2 separate regions of the Ovis aries genome follow, and region 1 is linked to region 2. Evidence: chromatin contacts called from public Hi-C data. All regions are on one chromosome and are shown on one strand. Each heading gives the region's core, a stretch centred on a gene start, on an enhancer-like site or on the middle of the called end of the contact. The rest is flanking DNA. Distances are from core to core; before and after follow the strand shown. Region 1 overlaps KIAA1755 (KIAA1755 ortholog). Region 2 overlaps LOC105606890 (a long non-coding RNA gene).

Region 1 (6,494 bases), core at 1,730-4,229, 110 kb after region 2:
TTGCAGAAGTGGTGCAGGTGGAGCAGTGTCTCCAGGTCTGTGCGTTGCCGCTCGGCCGCCATGTAGAAGTGGGTCAGCTTCGCCTGGAAGGCCCGCTGGGTGAAGGCAAAGGCTGCCAGCTCCGGGAGCTCGGTCCCTCCTGCCTCCCCAGCCCTGGCTGCTGCTGCCAGCTGGGCCGCCTGCTTGCACAGCTCCAGGCCGCGGCGGTACTGGGCCTGAGCGGGGAGGGGAGGGTGTCCACTCAGCTCCAGCCTCTCTACCAAGGCATGAGACTTCCTGAGTCTCAGTTTCCTCATCTATAAAATGGGAACCCAGGGTTCACTTTGCCCACTGAGACTCTACTTAGTGTCACCTTCTTCTGGAAAAATTCCCTGACCCCAGAGTCTGAGTTAGAGGCTTCTCATCTATGTCACCACGGTGTTCCCTTTCTGACTATTTCCCTGTTGCCCCTCCAACCAACCCTCCGAAAAAACAAACAAACAAACAAACAAACAAAACTGGCCTGGAAGTTCCCTGAAGGTTAAAACAGGGGCTGAATTGCCCTGGGCCCCAGGGCCCAGCACACCGAGGAGGCAGACTCCCCCTGCCTCCCAAGCTGATTCAGTAGGACTAGAGAAGGACTCTGGAATCTGTATTTTAAGAAATCCATCAGGGATTCTGAGACTGGTTATCTTTGGACTGGGTAGTCAGGGAAGGCTTCCTGGAGGAGACGGTATCTAAGCCGAACCCTTTGTGATCCAAGCTGCTTCCCCCACTGTCTCGAGCAGCTTTCTAGTACTTCTCCACCTTCGCACCTTTTCCCAGCAGTGCCACCCCCACCCTGCTCTGGTCCTCTCCATCTGCTCCCATCCTGTCCCTCAGTCTCAGGAACTCACCGCAGCCTGAAGGAAGAAGTCCTCGAACTCTGCGTGGGCTTTCTCCACTGTCTCCAAGCTTCCGTCCTTGGGGGTCAGCACTTGCAGGCACTGGCTTCCTTCCTGCTCCATCCAGTGGCTGACCTGGAGCAGGGAGGGAGGTTTGGATGTGAGAGACTGCTGAGGAAACATCCCTTGGCCAGCCTCCTGCTTTCATGAGAGGCTGAGGTCTTATCCTCAGTCATCTGGGGGCCCACTGACCTGGCCTGAAACACCCCCCTATAATTCTGGAGACATGAGGATTCAATGAGGGACAGATGGGGTAAAATGGCTCTCGATCCCACGAGTCCTCTTTATATTCTGGGGTGTCCTAAAGGGCACATACTCACCTACTTTATCCTCACAAAGCCCCACGTGGCCACTAATTTTATCCCCCATTTAACAGATGAGGAAACCTAGGCACTGAATAATTAAGTACCTTGTCTAGATCACACCACTAGTAAGTGCTGGAGCCGGTACTGGAACCCAAGCCGTCTGGCTCCAGGCACCCTGTGCTCCACGACCCCGAGCATGCAGGGAGGTGGTGGCTCTAGGCACCGGCATTTGGACAGGATGGTGCCCGGTGTGGGCTCCAGGATCAGACCCCCAGGTGTGCGACAAGGGCAGGTGACGTAACGTCTCCCAGACTCCGTTTCCTCATCAGTGAGTAGGCGAAATCCTAAAGTCTTGCCTATGTCGCTGGTAAGGGATGAGGTTGAAAAGTGATGGTCACAAAGGCTCCAGCCCAGGGCTTGGGGCAAAGCTGGTATTTAAGAAATGCAGCTTCTGGGGGGCTTCCCTGATGGCTCACCGGTAAAGAAACTGCCTGCCAATGCAGGAGACACAGGTTTGATCCCTGGTTGGGGAAGATCCCACGTGCTTCGGAGCAACGAAGCCTGTGCATCACAACTAATGAGCCTGTGCTTTAGAGCCCAGGAGCTGCAACTAGTGAGCCCAGCAAACCTAGAACCAGCAATAGGAGAAGCCACCATCATGAGACGCCTGTGCATCGTAACTAGAGTAGCTCCCGCTCGCCGCAACTGGAGAAAAACCCATGCAGCAATGAAGACCTAGTACAGCCAGAAATAAATAAATATACAAAATTATATACATTAAAAAAAAGTAGCGTCTCGAGCTATGTCCTCAGTCACCAAGCACCCTTACGGAGTGCATGTCGTGTGCTCCAAGAACCCCTACCTGGCTCTCCAAGAAGTGCCAACCTGGTATCTTTATACCAGAGCAAAGCGCCTGGCTGGGGCGGGGCCTGGAGTGGCAGGAGCCCCACTTCCACCCTCAGGTCCCTGGGCCAGCCTCCTCCTTCCCCTCTCTCACCTGGTGGATGGCAGCTTCCAGGCGGCCCAGACGGACGCGGAGCTCCAGCCTTCTCAGGAGGTGGTTGGACACAGTGGCCAGGACGTGCAGCTGCTCATCCACAAGGCTGTAGAGGGCGGCAGCTTCGGCCAGATGGCTCCTGGGAGGCCACGGAGGGTGAGAAAAACCCAAGATGTTGATCCCTTGGCCCCCACTCCCTGCACTCCTGCCCAGCATAGGCCTGCCTCCCTAACTCCCTCCAACTCTGTGGCCTTGGCCTGGGTGCTTCAGCTGCTGACTTGCTGTGTGACCTTGGGCAGGTCCCCACACCTCTCTGGGCCTCAGCCTCCGCCTTCCGGGGGACTGGGAGGACCAGAGGCCACAGGAAACCAAATGATCCTGTCTTTCCCTAGGAAGGTAGGAGCCGAGCTGGACAGATCTGGGTTCACACACCAGGCCTGCTACCTTCCAGTAAGAGGAGCTTATGCAAATTCCTCACCCTTTCCGCATCTCAGTTTCTGTAACAGAACCCACTTCACAAGGTGGTTGCACCCTCCTCTGCCCTAGCGATCCTTTAGAAGGAAAAGGTAAAAGAGGAGAGGGAAGGAGAGTCCATTTTCCTGGAGGGAGCCTCATCTGACCGCACCTTCCCATGGGTCACTGCCTTTCCAGGGAATGGGTGAGCGCCCCGGGTGAGTGAACAGGATGGAAAATGCCAGGCTGTCTGGCAAAGGGCGGGAGGAAGTTGGGGACAGGCAGGAGCTGCAGAACCAACACGCAGAGTGGCTCACATGGGACCACAGCGCCCCCTCGTGGAACTGCTGGTGGCCAGCGGTCTGGATGGGCCTATGGCGAAACAAAGGGGCCCCGGAGCCCAACCAGTCAGGCAGGGGTGTCCTGGGAAAGGCAGTGCCAGCCCCACCAGGCCATGTGAGGGGCAGGGAGATGACTCCACCTCCAGGAGCTGCTGTCCAGCGCTCACATCTGCATGAATCTGTCTGTGGGCACAGTTCAGGGTGGTGTGTTCAAGATTCTGGGCCAGGCTGCCTGGGTTTAAGTCCTGGCTGCGTGACCTTGGACAAGTCACTTATCCTCTCTCCGAGCTTCAGGCTCTTCCACTGTAAAATGAGGACGGTACTAGGATCCACTTTGTGGGTGGGAATTAAACATGTTGACATTCTTGAGGCCCGTAGAACAATGCTGTGCTCATACTAAGTGCTATTTGGGGTTGGTTAAATAACCAAAACGTTCTTGGGAGATTATGTAAACTTTGTAATTGTGCTGATTCTAACAGAGACAAAATTTTTACAATTGCTGGCTGATTTAATTGCTGATTTGCACCCCACCCCATCCCTAACTTTAAGAAAATTGGTGCTTTCTAGGAATGTGCACTGTTCGCTCTGTGGTTCTGAGACTGCGAAGTTCTCTCAGGCCCCTGCCAGGGAAGGCAGGGCAGTTCAGGGGTTAGTGTTCACAAAGCCTAGCTCTTACTTCCCTTCACTCAGCCTCAGCATCCATCAGCCAAATCGGAGGATGTGGGCCTCATGTAATCTTATGAGGAATAAGAGACAAGCTCTTGAAGGCCCTCAGCCCAAGGTTTAGGTCAAAGATGGTGCTTGGTTGATGATGGTCACCGGAAGCGGGGGAGCTTGTCCTCCAATGTCTGGGCTTAGGAGGGTCACAGAGAAGGGACTTGCCAAGGTAGAAGCCTCAGCTCGGGGTATGGGGACTGCAAACACCCCATCCCAGACATCCTCAGAGCCCACCCTATGTGTCCCCTCAGCAAAGTGGCCCCAGCTCTGGGTCCCAGCCCGGGGAACAGGATGGGGGAGGGGAGGAAAAGCCTGGTGCCCATACCTGACGTCCGGGTTGAAGTTCAGCCTGCTGCCCTCCTGTCTCAGCCTGGCCAGGGTGGCTCCGCCTTCCCGCTGGAGGCTCATCAGGCCTGGGTCCCTTAGCACGGCCTCCATCAGCTCCTTGGACTTGTTCAGACACCTGGAGGCCTCCTGCCAGGGTAGGGAAGGAGCCTGAGGCTCAGTTCCCACTCTCCTATAACCTTCTAGGGCTCCCCACTCCCTGATTCTGCCTGACTTCCCTTGAATACCCAACTGGTATTCAAGGTCTTATGGAAAGTACATCCTTTCTATCTCTAAAACATCTCCTCAAACCAAGCTTCCTCTCATCACCATGGCAACCTCACTGGTCCAAGCACCATCATCTCTTTCTGGGACATCCATTCCAGGGCTCTGCTGATTTCCCCACAGCACCCTGGCTCCCTCTGCAGTCTGTTCTCTGTATGGCAACCAGACAGATCTCAAAGGGCCCATTTGATCATCCCACTGCTGCTTAGAACTGTCCAGCGGCTTCCCTTTCCATTTAGAATCAAATCCCAACTCAGCTTCTCCCTGATACAGTTGTGGACCTAGCAGGTCTCCTCCTTTTCCCCTACTTTGTTCCACACTGGCCTCCTTGCTCAAATATACCAAGCACAGCCCCGCCTCAGGGCTTTGAACATGATTGCCCTCCACCTGGAGCACAGTCCTGTTCCTGTTCCCAGGGTTCCATCTCATCCTTCAAGGCTCAGCTTCAATACCCTCCTTCCCCATTACTCTCAATCTTACTTTCACAGCCTTTAGCATCACTTGTAGTGAAATGTCCATTTCTATTTACTTTTTTTTTTTTAATGACCTCTCACACTGCACCATGAGCCCCATGAAGGCAGGGACAAGTCGATCTGCCCCAGGCTGGGTCTCCAGGGCATGACACATAGTAACTGTCCAGTAAATATCAGCTGAATGAATGAATGAAAACAAAGCCCCTTCACTGAGCCCTTGGTCCATGGAATCGGGGGTGTGTTGTGGTTTCCCCACTTCTGGCCCCTGGCTCACCTGCACCCCTCCAGGGGGCTCACCCTTCTCAAACTCCTCGATGGAAGCCTTTAGCAGGCAGGAGGCCTGGCGAAGGTCAACAAGGAAAGGATCCAGCTTCTGCAGGACAGGAGGCCCAGAGTGGGGGTGTCAGCCTGCGAAGAGGACACCGCTCCCCTCCACCCACCAGGAGGACACGCAGGCTGGTGGTTCTCAAACATTAGCTGCATCAGAATCACCTGGAAAGCCAGTTAAAATCCAGGCTGCAGGACTTTCCTGGTGGGCCAGTGGTTAAGACTTTGCCTTCCAATGCAGGGGATGCAGGTCTGTCTGATCCTTGGTCGAGGAGTTAAGATTCTACATGCCTCTCGGCCAAAAAACCAAAATGTAAACTAGAAGAAATACTGTAACAAATTCAATAAAGAATCTTAAAATGGTCCACATCAAGAGAATTTTTTTTTTTTTTAATCCAGGCGGTTGAGCCCTCCCTCCAAGTTTCTGGTTTAGTTTCTCTGGGGTGGGTCATGAGAGCGCACATTTCTAACAGGTTCCCAGGTGAGGCTGATGCTGCTGGTCCAGGGACCACAGTTTGAGAACCACTCATGCTGGAAATGAGAGGGAAAAAGACAGAGGACAGGTCTGACCTACTCCCAGGCCACTGGGGTATAGTGGGGGAGGGAACAGTAGGAGGGGTGAGATGGCAGGGTTGGAGGCCATCTTCTCTGGGTCCCACTTCAGCCTGGCTTTACCACTTGCTAGCTATGAGGCCTTGGGCAAGTTTCTTAACCTTTCTGTGCCTCACTTCCTCTATAAAATGGGAGCACAGTAGTTCCTGCCCTAGAGGCTTGTGTGGGTTTATTTGTGCCAGGCACTTAGAATAGCATCCTTAGTCATCTTCATTATCAGCTTTATGAAAGTGAAAATGCTAATCGCTCAGTTGTGTACAACTCTTTGCGAACCCATGGACTGTAGCCCACCAGGCTCCTCGCTCTTTGGGATTCTCCAGGCAAGAATACTGAAGGCCATTCCCTTCTCCAGGGGATCTTCCTGACCCAGGGATCAAACCCAGGTCTCCTGCATTGCAGGCAGATTCTTTACCATCTGAGTGACCAGGGAAGCCTCTATAGGCTGGGTCTATAGGTAAGATTCTATTTAAAGGGAAGGCATTAAAGCAAAAATATAGTTTAAAAGCCCCTGGAGGAACTGGAGATCTCTGGAGAGGGGAACTGGGGGCCTGTGGGACGAGTAGGGTAAGAGATTTTTCAGTTTATACCCTTCTGTACTAATTGAATTTTGAATGTATGGTCTGTTTGAAAATAGATCCAATTAAAAAGAAGAGCGCGGGCCAAAACCAAACAAGCAAACGGCCATGTGAGACTAGAGACTGGTGGTTCTCAGTGGGGATGGTCTCCCACGCCAGGGG
Region 2 (6,101 bases), core at 2,279-4,778:
TTTTTTTTTTTTTGGAACGTTGGTTGGTTTTTTCTCGGAAGGCTGATTTGTTTCGGAATGCCATATTTTCATTTCAGAACTTAGAAAGTTACTCTCGGCTGAAGATCTGAGATAGAAATTTGCACAGCTGAGCACAGTCTGAGGAAGAATCTCTGTTCAAAGAAGAATCTATTAGCCTCAGATCAGAGCCTGTAAGTACCCTTAAGTTAATCCAGTCCAACTCCTTGCAGCCTACTGTAGAGACACAGGGGCCACTGGCCAGAGAGTGGAGAGGCCTGGGTTCTGGTCCTCACCCTGTCACTGGTTCCCTGAGTGACCTTGCGAAAGTCTCTGCCCTTCTCTGGCCTCAGTTTCCCTTTTGGAATTGGCCCAGAACCTCTTAGGTCCTGGCCAAATCAAAAGGTCAAAAGCTCCACTTGCGAGGAATGGAGAATGCCTCAAATGGAGAATTTTCAAAGGCAGGGCTTGTTCTTGACGTGGGGTGAAATGGCTGTTTTCAGACTGGCTGTGCATCTTTGGAATTGGTAGTTGCAGAGCTAAGAAAAGAATTTACCTGAAGGGAGGCTTTGTCAGCAGCTTCTGGAGTTTTTGTGCCGAGTCTTAGGACTGATGGAGGTGATATGTTAGTGTTTATCAGGGGCCATTGGTGAAGTTTAGGTGGTAAAAGGAGGTTAGTGCGGAGAAGGCAATGGCACCCCACTCCAGTACTCTTGCCTGGAGAATCCCATGGACGGAAGAGCCTGGTGGGCTGCAGTCCATAGGGTCGCTAAGAGTCGGAGACAACTGAGTAACTTCACTTTCTCTTCACTTTCGTGCATTGGAGAAGGAAATGGCAACCCACTCCAGTGTTCTTGCCTGGAGAATCCCAGGGTCGGGGGAGCCTGGTAGGCTGCCATCTACGGGGTCACACAGAATTGGACACGACTGAAGTGACTTAGCAGCAGCAGCAGGAGGTTAGTGGGGCTCGTGGCAGATGGAAAGTGGCAGGCGAGGGGGTCATCCGGGGGTCTGTCTTCTTGTCTCGGTCTCCACTCATTCTGCAGCCCAGAAAGCCCTTCCCCATCTCTGGGCCTTAATTTCCTCTGGCTAGTTTCTGAACCCCCTTTGAGCCTCAAAATTCTATGATTCTAATGAATTCTGTTTTAAAATTGTAGTTTTATCTTCCCAAGGACTTTAAGTTTTAGAAAAAATTCTCTATGTTTCTTTTCTTTTCTTTTTCTTTTTTTTTTTTTTTATGTTTTGGCTGCACCGAGTGGTATGCGAGATCTTAGTTCCCCAACCAGGGATCGAACCTATGCACCCCCTACAAATGAAGTGCAGATTCTTAACCACTGAACTGCCAGGAAAGTCCCTTAAATATATGTTTCTTAAGCACCCACTGGTGACAGGCACAATGGTTGCAGCTAGCAAAACCAGATTCGGTGGCTGCCATCATGGCACTTAGAGTCTTGGGGAAGGACAGACAGCGACCAATCAGATAAAGACACAGAGGGCCGGCAACACGCTACAACTAGAGGATGAGTTTTCAACAGACGACTTGAACTCCGTTAGGGTTGGACAGGGTCAGCTTCTTCAAGGAAGTGACTCTTGTGCCAATATCCCCAGGGTAATGAGGGTCTGACTAGGTGAAGGGTACAAAAAAAAGTGTTCCCGGAAGAGGAACAGCGTGTGGGAAATCTGGGTCAAGAGGGCACAGGGCCTGTTCGAGAGGAGCCAGCAGTGCTGTGAGGGGAGGCTGTCGAGGTCCAGGGCGAGTCAGACCCTGCAGAATCTTGTTGTCTGTGGAGAATTCTCATGCTTAGGATCACGGAGAGCCTCTGAAGCATTCTCAGCAAAGGCAGACAGCATCAAGTCTGCATTTTGACTCCTCTGAATGCTATTAGGAAGGGACAGGTGATGGTGGAAGGGATGGTGGGGGCAGAGCGGGGCAGAATAGATACAGGGGGACCAGTGAGGAGATGGTGATGGAGTTATGACATCCTGGTGAGACATGATGCGGGCCTGACTGGAGCCGTTACAGTCCAGAGTGGTCACATTCGGAAACGATTTAGGATTTTGAATTAACAGGATGTGGCGATAGATGGAATGAGGAGTCGAGGCCAACTCCCAGCTCTGCAGAGGTTCATCTGAAGGTGAGTCAGCCTTAGGTCTACCTGTGTGTCCCAGCCGCGGCCCCTCTGAGGTGGGCACCTTGTGAGATGGTCCGCAGTGACGCCCGGCTTCCTGGTTTTCCCACCCTCATATAATTCCCCTCCCGAGTGTGGGCTGGGCTTACTGACTGACAGCTAAGAAATAGGAAACATTGGCAGGGGAAACGCACTGACTGAAACTGCCCACCCTAGCCAGGCACCATAGTAACTGTTTGCCTGAGTTATTTTACATGTTACCACAGGGGTTACTGGAAAGGAACATGGAACTAAGGAGCCACCTCCAACCGGAAGAGTTCAGGAAAGGTCCAAAGGAGACACCACGTGTCCCACCACCTCCCAGAATCCTCACTGGAATTCATCGTGGCTGAGCAATGTGTGCACCACCAAGAAGGACCCTGAGTCAGAGTGATTGGCCAGAGACAACCCAGAAAGTAACTCCAACACCATAAAACCCAGGACTGCAAGCCATGTGGCAGAGGAGTCCTCCTAGGTCTCCTTACCCTCCTGCCCCCCTCCCAGGCCACCCTTCCCAATAAAGCCTCTTGCTCTGTCAACACGTGTGTCTCCTCAGACAATTCATTTCCGAGTGTTAGACAAGAGTCCACTCTCGGCCCAGGAAAGGATCCCCCTTCCTGCAATAGCATCACAAGTGGTGGGTGAAGAGGGTGGGTTATTAAAGGTCTGTGCCTTCCAGCTTGGATGCTTGTCTTTCTCCCTCTTCACCTCTTACACAGAGGCGGAGCAGGGGAAGGTATGGGGGGAGCCCAGCTGCCTTGACACGAGGCAGTTCCGTGCACAGGCACGTGTGAGTGAACTGGGTCATAGCTCTTCAGAAGCTGGCCAACAGCTACACAAGTGAGGGTGGAATCCAATCCTCCCAGAGTCAAGCCTTGACGTGTCTGCCATCTTGCTTCCTGCCTTGTGAAATCTCTTGACCCAGAACCTCCCAGTGACGCCACATTCAGATTCCTGAGCCACAGAAGCTGAATGTTATTAGTTATTTATTTCCAGCTGCTAAATGTGCGGGTAATTTCTTCGGCAGCAAGGGATAATCAATATGGTCCTCCCTCACATGTGCTCTGCTCTTAGCTTCTCTGGGGCTGTGAAGGGAAAGGGTTAACCCCAGGGCCCAGGCAGCAAGGTTAACGCCTCCAGCCTGAGGGACAGTTCATTACAGAGTTCCCTAGCAGCTCAGCCAACATGTGGTTCTGCTGCCAGCTAGCTTCAGCCCTCCTATGAGGCAGGGGTCCCCGACAGGGGTGGGGAAGATGGGGGGCATCCAGGAAACTGACAGATTTATTCACAGCCATGCTTCCCTACATCAGCCCGGATGCTACAGCTGCAAGGAAAGCCAGTGAGGCTCTGTGGCCATGTCCCCGGCAGGGGTCAGAGCTGCCTCAGCTCCTGGGTCACAGCATTTTCTAGAGATCATGGCCCTTGATTTATGGTGTTGAAAGACCAGAAGGTGAAAGTGAAAGTTGCTCAGTCGTGTCCGACTCTTTGCAGCCCTGTGGTCTTTAGCCCCTCCAGGCCCTTCTGTCCATGAAATTCTCCAGGCAAGAATACTGGAGTGGGTCGCCATTCCCTTCTCCAGGGGATCATCCCAACTCAGGGACTGAACCCAGATCTCCCACATTGCTGGCAGATTCTTTACCATCTGAGCCACCAGGGAGGCCAGAAGGAGGTGGTAAGGGGCTACCCCAAACCACAGAGACGGCCAATAACTGCAGGCGATATGTAAGGAGCATCTCCCAGGTGATGAACCCTTACATTAGTGATCACGTCTAATCCTCACTAAAACCCTAAAAAAGCAGGAAGGCCTTAGCCCCATTTTGCAGGTGAGAAAACCAAAGCTTAAGCTCAGGTAACTAGAGAGCACAGGTCGGACTCCAAGGTCTGCAGCCACAAGTCTCTGCCTCCTGGGCCCCTCCTGTGAGGACGGTGGATCTGGTGGCTGAGTGCCCGTTGAGGGAGCTGCTTCGGGGGATGAGGTGGAAAAGTCTAGCAGTCCTAGCAGTCCAGGCATGAGAGCAGCTCTACTGCTCCCTGCTGTGCCTTTAAAGGACTATGTCGAACTTCACTTGGAAAACAGTTACAAAAACCAAACCAAGAAAAACAAATATCGCATATCAACACATATGTACGGGATCTAGAAAAATGGTACAGACGAACCTATTTGCAGGGCAGGAATAGAGATGCTGAACAGACATGTGGACCTAGGGACGGAGTGTGGAACAAACTGGGAGAGTAGCACTGACTTATATAAACTCTCAGTGAGAAAACAGACAGCTCGTGGGAAGCTGCTGTGTAGCCCAGGGAGCTCAGCTCGGTGCTCTGTGATGATCTAGAGAGGTGGAATGGGGGGTGGGGGGGAGGCTCAGGAGGGAGGGAAAATATGTGTATTTATGGCTGATTCACTTTGTTGAACAGCAGAAACCAACACAGCAGTGTAAAGCAATTATACTCCAAGAAAGAAAAAAAAAGGAAGGAAGGAAGACAATAATGTGGGGGGAAAAACAAAAAGAAACAAACAAACAAAAAAAACAGATTAACATGGTGTTTCAGACTGTGTGGCTCAAAGTGAGACTGACCCAGTTCCAAGCTCTCACTTAGTGACCTGGAGCTAATAATAGATCCTACCTCATGGGGTCTAATGGGGGGGTCAGTGAAGTCAAGCCTTAGCCCAGTGCTGGACACAGAGTAAATCTCAGTAGAGTGCTGTTTGCAAGGAAGGATTTGCCTTTCACAAGGGATCTGTGGTGGTGGGGAAAAAGCCCTGACTCTAGGCAGCAGGGAGCCTTGGAAGGTTTTGAACAGGGTGAACCTTCTCCAGTTTTCCCTTGTGGAAAACCCTGAGGCCAACACCCATCCCCTCGGGGGAGCTGTTTTGTTTGCCAGAGAACTTGGACTTGGTAGATAAGTCTGGTGGGGTGGGGATGGAAGGCAAGAGGCAGGGCAAGAGAAATATCGTTGTGGGTTTTCTCTGAAAGGGGAGTCTAGGCAAGGGGAGTGGACAGTGATAAGATTAGCAATTGTGTTCTGGAGCCGTAAATCCTGGCTCATTTTACCTCCGTTGCCAGAAGCATTAAGTAAATTTTGACAAGAGCCAAAAGAAAGGAGAGAGGCTGCCTCCTGGGGCCAAGTGTGAGAAGAGCTGAGGTCCAGCCTGGGGAGAACCAGCCTTTAGCCCCCTTGGACGCAGCTCATCCTGTCCCTGCTTGAACCCTTCCACTGAAAGGAAGCTCACTCACACACGGAGTAAACCTTTCCCACAGGTTTATCTCCGAATGTTCAGAAGATCTTGTCCTCCAAGGGCAAATCTTCCCTGTGGTAGCTTCCTTCAATAATTCAGTGGATGGTTCTATGGAAACATATTTGTAATATGTTCATTTTGAGTCCAATAAAAATGCTACATTTTCTCGTTAATTTAGATAACATAGTTGTAGAACATTTTGCCTTCCTCTTATACGTATTAACTGTAGCACCTTTGAAAGATGATTTTTATTTCTTTTCAAAATCTTACATCTTTCATTGCTTTTCTAAATCTTACATCTTTCATTTCTTTTTCCCGTCTCACTGCACTGGATAAAACTGCCAGTAAAATGTTGAATAAAACGGATGCAGTAGGCATCTGATCTCAAGAGGAAAAGCTTGCAATATTTTACCATTAATTATGGTAGCCACAGACATAGTCTTTAGCAAAGCATGGAAATTTCCTTCTGTTCATAATGTTGTAGATTATCACCTTTTTAGTTTTAAAATAATGAATAAATGTTCATTTTTTAATCAAATGGTTTTCTGAATGGAGTTTTTGTCCTTTAATCAGTTTATGTGCTGACTTGTATGAATAGATTTTCTATTGTTGAATTAACTTTGTGTTTCTGGGATTAGCCTACTTTTGTAGCATCCTTTTATATAGTGATTTTTGTGGCTAACACTTTATTAAGGATA

The links. A called contact is a pair of places that touch in the nucleus more often than the background predicts.
Region 1: a contact with region 2 is called in a Hi-C map of retroperitoneal adipose tissue, with 1.9 times the contacts expected there. The contact joins two enhancer-like sites. A contact is called at or near these places in 8 of 16 Hi-C or Micro-C datasets (blood, hypothalamus, liver and 4 more).

What each region holds. Positions count from the first base shown.
Region 1 is chr13:67,082,197-67,088,690 of ARS-UI_Ramb_v3.0, forward strand. It overlaps KIAA1755 (KIAA1755 ortholog), which reads right to left. Exons shown (of 16, transcript XR_009596116.1): 10 at 5,093-5,191; 11 at 4,062-4,210; 12 at 2,226-2,364; 13 at 876-998; 14 at 1-215. Among named protein-coding and RNA genes, the nearest start is that of KIAA1755, 31 kb to the right of the region's middle. Within about 2 kb of position 2,980, at least 7 of the 54 cell types and tissues checked have an H3K27ac peak or open chromatin away from gene starts, as enhancers often do.
Region 2 is chr13:66,974,138-66,980,238 of ARS-UI_Ramb_v3.0, forward strand. LOC105606890 (a long non-coding RNA gene) reads left to right here. Exons shown (of 4, transcript XR_009595966.1): 2 at 78-191; 3 at 2,068-2,132; 4 at 2,393-2,706. Among named protein-coding and RNA genes, the nearest start is that of TGM2, 53 kb to the right of the region's middle. Within about 2 kb of position 3,529, at least 8 of the 54 cell types and tissues checked have an H3K27ac peak or open chromatin away from gene starts, as enhancers often do.